Regions from separate parts of the Danio rerio genome. Here region 2 is linked to region 1. A link is a contact called in public Micro-C data. All regions are on one chromosome and are shown on one strand. The core of a region is the stretch at or near the end of the contact, and the rest is flanking DNA. Distances in the headings are between cores, read along the strand shown. Region 1 overlaps aplp2 (amyloid beta (A4) precursor-like protein 2). Region 2 holds the start of aplp2 (amyloid beta (A4) precursor-like protein 2).

The links. Hi-C and Micro-C count contacts between places; a contact is called where the count stands out from the background.
Region 2: a Micro-C map of caudal fin shows a contact between it and region 1, with 2.8 times the contacts expected there. The contact joins the promoter of aplp2 here to the enhancer-like site in region 1. A contact is called at or near these places in 6 of 18 Hi-C or Micro-C datasets (caudal fin, embryo, hematopoietic stem cells and 2 more) and 2 of 4 datasets of contacts at active chromatin or transcription factors (caudal fin and gastrula embryo).

The regions. Positions count from the first base shown.
Region 1 is chr18:47,330,023-47,334,422 of GRCz12tu, forward strand. It overlaps aplp2 (amyloid beta (A4) precursor-like protein 2), which reads right to left. Exons shown (of 17, transcript NM_001123012.1): 15 at 1,393-1,449. Among named protein-coding and RNA genes, the nearest start is that of prdm10, 11 kb to the left of the region's middle. Within about 2 kb of position 1,404, at least 3 of the 62 cell types and tissues checked have an H3K27ac peak or open chromatin away from gene starts, as enhancers often do.
Region 2 is chr18:47,485,592-47,490,071 of GRCz12tu, forward strand. It overlaps aplp2 (amyloid beta (A4) precursor-like protein 2), which reads right to left and starts at 2,518. Exons shown (of 17, transcript NM_001123012.1): 1 at 2,310-2,518. The coding sequence starts at 2,381.

The DNA.
Region 1 (4,400 bases), core at 154-2,653:
ATTTTTCCTTCACTAAACTTGACTGATTTCTGTGAGAATCTTGGGTCTATGCAGGTTCCAATAAATCCTCTGCAGTATTTGTGATGATTGAGATGATTCATCGGAAAAATCTACCTTCTGCCACTTTTCTAAATGATCAACTAGAAGTCACGTTATTATTTGTGGCTCTTGCAACTGGAAATGACGACAAGACTTGTGTCAGGTAGTGTATATTATTGTAAACAGAAATCCTGTAAAAAAATATTAAATTAAAAGAGATTTGTAAGATGTGTACTCAAATATGCTGAGCACTGTATATAAACATATGCTGACGATTCTTTCAAATTTGAAATAAAAACAGAGAATTATTCTTCAGTATATTACAATTTATCAATATAACAAATGTTTTAGTGATTGAAAATCAGAGCAATTTCATCAAATATTGATTTCTTGAAATGAATATGACATCTAAAAGTATAACATCTCAACAAATATCAATTTATGCACAAAAAAAAGGACCAATTCTGAATATTATATTTGGAAGAAACGTCATCAGCAGTTTACAAAATAAAAACAAAAACTGTTTTATTCAAATATATAATTATAAATATATATATCCAGAGAATTTTAAGAGGTATTATTCGATATTTACGCAGCACCTGAAAATTTCACATAGCTATGTAATATCACTTCATCGCTGCAGCCATGGTACTACAGTTAAGTTCCTTGATAATTATAAGAGCATAGTTCCTATATCAGCATAGAAAATAGCAATATTTTATTTCCCATAAGTCTTAAAACATCATATAACGACAGAAAAGTCAAGCTTTAAAAAAGAAAATTATCAAAAAACTCATCATTTTTGAGCGAGATGCTAATGGTCTAATCCGATTCATTGACTTATGCTAAGCTAAGCTAAAAGTCGTCCCGCCAGACCTGGAAATCATCTGAATGGATTATTAAATGGTAAAAGTGAACTCTAACTATATGGACGTGTAAAATTTGCCTATTTAAAGGAAAAGTGGCGTCTTTAGTTAAGATCAAAATTGAGCTTTACCTTGAATGAATGTGTTGGGTGTGTATTGATCTGCTTTGTGAAGTGCTAAATGGACTGAATGTGCACAGACTGGCAATTTAGCACACAAATGTTAAGCGTTCAATCCCATTTGTGTGAGAATCTAATGATGACAAATGATCAACCGTGTCCGCTGACATGCCCATGCGATCGCATCAAAAACATGCACACGTGCTGTGGAAACGCGTGGAGAAACAATATAAGGCCATGAATGATGTAAAACTGTCATTTGCTCACAGAGAGTACAGAATACTCCGCAAATACATTTACAGGCCAGAATGGGAGACTGCAGTGTTTGACAGTACCATGTGTTGGGCACAGGAGGGCGCTGTACTTACCAGAGGATCAACACCATTCAAAATCACTTCTTTAACATCCAGAGTCTCATCAATCACCTGTCAACACAGACAGGGGCAGGCTCAGTTACTGAAGACTCAGTGTGTGTGTGTATGTGTGTGTGTGTGTGTGTGTGTGTGTGAGTAAGAGAATGTGGTGTGTGCAGTCTAAGGTAATGTCGAATAATATATATATATATATATATATATATATATATATATATATATATATATATATATATATATATATAAAAACCAAGATTTACAGGGACAAAATGTTAAAATGCTGAAGTAACACATTGTCTGTGGAGGTTGTGGTGCTGGTTTTGTTGTAATAAATGAGAATTAAATACTGTGAGCAAATCCAAGATAATTTAGACGGTCTGATGTGGTTATGATGTCCTTGTTAAATGACATGACTGGTTGCGTTTAGTGCAGAGCTACTGTAAACATTCATGTTCATTTAGTAATTTTGCCATCAAACACAAAAAGACCATTTTTGGAAAACATTCAAGTGAGAAGCAATCAGAGTAGAGTTAAAGAGATATTTCCACTCAAACAACACACTTCTTTACATAGTTTACTCACTTCTATAGAACACAAAAGAGGATTTTCTTTAAAATATCATTGCAACCGAGCCAATGGTTTCCCATTGACTTCCATTGTATTTGTGCCAATACGGTGAAAGTCAATAGAATCAAAAATGGCTCAGTTTCTGACAATCTTCAAAATATCTTGTTCCACAAAAAAGTCAGTCATACAGAGTTGGAACAAGATCAACGCAAATAAATAAGCATAAAATACATTTTTGTGTAGACTATTCCTTTTATATTGCTCATGGTGTGTTCACACTTGTACATTTTTTTGAGGTTCATTTGGTCAAGATAAAAAAAAGATACATTAGCACTGGTTGGACTGTTCACACTGGCATTTTTAACCATTAACCATTTTTAACCATTTTTAAACCATGTTTTAACCAAAACATGGTTTTAACCATTCAACTTTCTGGAGGATTTAGGTCCTGTTTACAACTGGTATTACAATAAGCAGGGCTCAAAATAGCGACCATTTTGGTCGCACATGCTCCCGAAATTTTATCTATGCGACCTCAAAATATATTTGGGAGCATTTGTGCGAATGCTTAAAATTGTTGTGTGCGACCAGTTTTTACTATAAAATGTTCACCACATGCGTGGATTTGGGAGACATTCACGCAGAATGCATCTTTGTACTTGAAACGCGAAACGCTGCGCTCAGGAATGGTTTAAATCAGTTGTCATGTCAACTTGCTGCAGTAAACAAAGCCAAGTCCGTAATGCTTGCCCCGCCTTTGCGCTCTTCTCATTGGCCCGCCACTGCTCTACTCAGTCAATGCCTTCTGGCTTGGGATGACAGAGAGAGCTACAACCGCGAAAAATTATAAAGCGCTGAAGATGAGAGTGAAGATAACACAGACAGATTTTGTTTTGGAAACCATGGCATCTAAAGTTACATATAATGACGCATCTTACTAGCGATCATGTGCTGAATGTTAATCCACCATCTACACTTTTCGAAAAGTGGATAAAAGACTTCCGTTGGCTTCAAGTACGCTATGAAAAGTCTGTGGGATGGAATTTTCAGGTAACTGTTTGCCACATCTAGCACGGGAGCTTCTGTTTAATCCTTCATATAATCGCCAGATGCTGTCTGCCGTGCAAAGGGCAGCTATATGTCAAATTTAACACCACGTACACCATCGCAAACGGGCTTGCACTGAGTAAACTAACATGGCTACTCATAAAAAGACCGGTATTGCTATAAACATAACGTATGCATATAATAAGGTACAGTATATGTCAAAAGCATCAGTGCAATATCAGACAGCACCCGTCAAAACAGCACAGTTATACCGTTAACAGATTCATTCATGTCAAGTGCGTGCAGGGCCGGTGAGCGCTCCGTGTATCATTTAGTCACTCAGTTATGTTATTAAAATCTATTTTCTTGTGATAACGGGATTTCGTTGAGACATATTTTCCTCACGCTTGCATATATATATATATATATATATATATATATATATATATATATATATATATATATATATATATATATATATATATATATATATATATATATATATTTGCTTGTTAGTTTGATTACTGTTGATTTCAAATGCAATAAATATGTTTGTATAAAACTTGTAATAACGGTGCTTATAATTGGTGGGTGTGACTAAATTTTGGCTGATGCGCCTACATTTTTAAAGTTAGGAGCACCGGTGCTACCAAGCAAAAAGGTTAATTTTGAGCCCTGCTGAGTTTTAGTCTATGCATCCCAATCTCACAAAACAAAAAATTACACAGTGATCACTCGAAGCAGAAGTGTAAAACAGCCTTAAGTGTGAACAGAATGCTGAAACTGAGAGAAAAATATACGTTTTTAAACAAAAACATATTAGTGTGGGCATGGCCTAAAGTCAACTGAGACGGTCCACTTGTAGGTTCATCAGAGTTCACATGACCGTCACACTAACTCCAATGAACCGCATTAGTTCCAATCAAACTAAACCTTTTATTAGCGAACACACCAGTAGATGATCATAAACCTCTGAAAGCTCCTCTATGTGATTTCATGAAGACAAACATGCACAAACACTGTACAAGGCAAACACACGAGTCACATTCTTCAGAGATCATGCACTGCTAGTATCCAGTACAGCTCATCGCAACCACCATTAGAGGGACACTGGAATGTGACTGGGAAATATGTGAAGATGGCATGCAGTGAATGCTGGGATATGCATGAGATGAGCCTGAAATAAACCAGATCTGTATTTCTGGAAGCAGATATTGCAAGGCAGCAAAAGAACTGCTTGGGTAAGGATGTTTTAGCTATCAAAGGCTTCAGCGGAGGATATAGATTTTTCTGATGTATAGACTAAAAGAAAATTTCTGGAAATTTATACTGAATTTACATTTGTGGCATTTCTGTTTGAAAGTCTTGTCAGTCTAATCTCTAAACATGGA
Region 2 (4,480 bases), core at 1,268-3,767, 160 kb after region 1:
GTAATTCCCATCCCCAGCTACATGGGAGGGAGAAACTGAAGGTTTCGATAGATGCAGCTGTCCTGTGTTCGGTTAGCAAGAACAGCTCGGGGCTGCGCAGAACCTCTGCAGAACTTTCCGGGTTATAAATCAGATCTGAGGTCAACAACACTCCAGCAGAAAAGCACACACCTCTCTCCCCGAAAATAACCGCATGCTTGAGGAGATATCAGGTAAACAATCGAGGATACAAGGAGTCAAATGTTTAAGAAGGAAAAAAGAGAAATACAATAGGGTCATAATATTGATCCGCAGGTAAAATGAATCTCAGATTCTCTACAGTAATGCTGATGCTTGCATATATCCAGAAGCGTCGCTGCAACACTCTAAATGCATCAATTAGAACAGAGAGATTTCATTATTTATTTCGCTGCCATTAGTTCTGGCATCGAAAAGAATCGTTTCATAATTGGTTATATCATGCCTGCAGGCTCAGCTCTCATTGGAACAGCATGCCATCGGAGGGGACTATGGGCACACACACATACATACAATATAAATAAATAAAATAAAAGAGCAAAAATGCCTCCAGGAGAAGGGCAGCTGCGATTAGGTTTAAAGCAAACACACAGAGTCAATCTAGGAAAGGTGTGAGAGCTTCTTCGTAAGTTTGACTTCCTTTAACACACCACAAGAATTCATGCGCATATTTTGGTTACTGTATAATCAACTGACACGTTTCACAACACTTGACGGTGCTGCTGTCTGAGAGATTTAAACTCAGGTTTTAAAGTGATAGTTCAACCATTAATGTAAATTGTGATTATTTAGTGACTATTTTCTTACTACTGTTGAACAAAAGTGAATATATCGTAAAGAAAGGTGGAAATTTATATCTATTGGCATGCTTTTTTCTACTATAGAAGTCAATGGGTACAGGTTTCCAGCTTACCTTAAAATACAGTGCTCAGCATATATAAGATCACCCCTCACAAATCTATCTTTTAAATTCATATTTTAATAGAAAGCTACAAACTTATATTTGTGCATATCCATTCGATCAGAATCTGAAACCAAATCTGGAGATAAATAACTTATGATAAAAGTCCAAAAACCAGTACACCCATGTTTCTATGTTATAGAAACATATTAAATACAAATTTAAAAATGAAGAATAATCAAGAGAAGCAAAATATTAGAAGAATGTAATTGAATTAGGTTGTAATCTATTTTTGCAATATTTTGCTTGAATTTAACAGTATTATCTTTCAATTTCTAGATATGATTGAAGACTAAAATATCATTTTATTAAATATACAGTTTAATAAAATCTGTTTTGTTTAAATGCACCAAAATACATTGCCTATATTCACTGAGAAATTGATAAAAAAAAATGGCTGAGCACTGTATCTTCATTTATGCTCATCAGAAGAAAGTAAATCAAACTGTTTTGGAACAAGTGGAGTTGTAAATAATGATGGAATTTTCATTTTGGGGTGAACTATCCCTTGAACAAGTCTTTTTTTACACCTAAAGCTTGTCATGCAAAAGGAAGATTACATAAATCACCTAAAATCAATTGTTGATGAATATGTATAATGATAGTCTGACCGATACAATATTTTTCTTAAATTTATTTTTTCTGTCCATTTTACTTACCTAAACTACAAAAACCATATCATGCTACAAATATAAAGTCATGAAAGAGGCGTTAGGGAAAAGTGTGTGATGGTTTCTAGTTTAAGAACACAACTATAATCTATACCTAATCCATAATTATATCTATATATATATATCTACCTATAGATAGATAGATAGATAGATAGATAGATAGATAGATAGATAGATAGATAGATAGATAGATAGATAGATAGATAGATAGAATTCTAAATATTCCAACAACATAATAGATTACATTAAGTTTACAATAATAATAAAGAAAACAAACCTACAGTAATAAATAAACGTTTACATATTGTCTATGGATGAACTCAGACACATTATCTAAGAGAATTAACAGTAACTTGATGTCGATTGAGGTTTAGCTTCCCAATACAGATATAAATAGTAAAGTGAAAATATAAAGGCAGAATGACAGTTATTTAATATTTTACATCAAAATATTTTAGTTTCTGTTTTGTCAACCGGTCTTAATAGCCATAACATGGGACGTGAGCACTTTAAATTATGTTTATTGGACTAATGATTTTAAATAGACATTATTTAAGAACCAGGAATTTTAAATAAAAACACATTAAGGAAGAGAATCGCGTGTGTAAACAAAATAGCCCAAGCTTGAAACCGAGGGTGAAATATCAGTGCGCACATACCTCAATGTATCCGGCTAGACTCGGAACAGCGATCGCCAGAATAAGCACAGATACGGCGGGGACTGAACCCATCTTCCACGGTCACTCTCTGCTGGGATTTGTGCTGAAAATATCCCGCTGTGGACTGATTTTCGAGGCTATGAAACGGAGAAGAGCTCAGTAAACGGTCCTCGGGCGGTTGTAGTGTGCGTCTCTCTTTGCTTGTGTTTTCCTCACTGTGCGTTGATCCAGCTTTCAGCGCGCGTGGAATGTTGCGCGTGTCCGACAAACTGCCGCTGCACGGGATCGAGCGCTAAAACATGAACAAGCGCGCCACCGGCCGACTGAACAAGGGACCGACCGGAAATGAGGTCATTAATCTGTCGCTGCTGCTTTTTTCGTTGGGTGTGAGTCTGTTACGAAATGGGTAGATAATTGGCGTCAACATGTTTCCATCATCAAGACTTTGGGGTTATAGTGAAGTTTATAATTATTTGGTTATGGTGATGTTATAAAAAGAAAAAAAATCTAAGAAATAGTATTTACTTTGTTTACAGTTTTCAGTTTACAGATACTTTGTAAGAAATCAAACTAATTTATTTTTTGTTTCTACATAATTTTGTTCAAATTCCTCTTTCTTTGTCAAACTAACAATAAAACCTACTTTAAAAAATAATTACTAGCTTTCTATTATATTTTTTCTTATTATTCAACCTCCTTTAGGTGTTAAACTCACTGTTTTCACCTTGTCGCACACCCTTGTCGAGTTTTAAATTTCAACAATGAAAACAACATTTTAAAAGATTATTTATCTGGTATCTGTTAATGTTTCTTTTTTTTGTAAACAATTGTTTTTATTATTTCAGTTTTTGTTTAATATAGAGAGCAGACAGCATTTGACCATATCATAAAACAACACGAATCCCGCCCCCCACCCAGGTAGACTTGTTATATATTGACAGAAGTTAAAAGCTTGCTGTGTTATAATAAAAATAAATAAGTTAATTAATAAAAAAATAAAGAATAATGTAAAGCCAAATACAGAGTAGAAGTTAAGTACAAATAAATAACTATTACATCATGAGTAATCATGAGCCTACATATAGACCATGAACAGAAAAGCTGTACATTAGAAGGAAGAAACAAAGGATTTTAGTATCTTTTAATGTGTCTTAATGAAGCATTAGTAAAATAATTTAAATATTTTAATAGTTATTAATGTGAGACTATTATCAATATTATTTTTTTATTCAAAATATTACAGTCGCACAGTATCAGTGTCATTTCCACCACAACACTGTAATGTCGCTTTTAAAAGTTTGTGTGAAAGATTATTTAACTGGTTTCTATGACAATGAATAATGGCATCTGAGACCATGTTCAAGATGGAGGGAATTGAAATTTTTATTAACAACACTTGAAGAAAAATCAAGGTAAGTATTGCTTGATAAGGAAATACATTTATTCCACGTCATTTCCGAACATCTACAGGTGAATCATGTAAAATCAGTCCACATCATCTTTTTTCTGCTTGCTGTTATAACACAATGCACCGTCTGCTTCCCCATCACTCCGCATTCACACAATCCAATAGTCAATAAATATGACAGAGAAGCTTTAAATGTCATCTGCTGTGTGTGTGGGTGTGCATCTTGTATTCCTCATGTTGTGGGGAAATTTGGTCTGCACAATGTGAGGAAGAGGTACAAACACACTGCGGTCAGTGAAGCGATACAAGTTAATTTTAACCTTGTGGGGACATTACTTTGGTTCATAAAAGTATTTTAAAAATGTGAAAAGGTTGTTTCCTGTGAGGGTTGAGTTTAGGGGTTGGAGTGGGAACAGATTATATAAAAATCCCTACTGTATATCTATGGCAGGGGTGTCCAAACTCGGTCCTGAAGGGCCGGTGTCCTGCATAGTTTAGCTCCACCTTCCTCCAACACAGCTGCCTGGAACTCTAGTATACCTAGAAAGAGTTTGATTAGCTAGTTCAGGTGTGTTTTTTTTTTTTTTTTTTTTAACGGTTTTACATAATGTATCAACAAAACACACAAAGAAGAAAAAAAAACAAATAAATAAATAAAAAAGAAAATAATAATAAAATAAATTGACCCCCCCCCCAAAAAAAATGATTATATTATATTATATTATATTATATTATATATATATATATATATATATATATATAT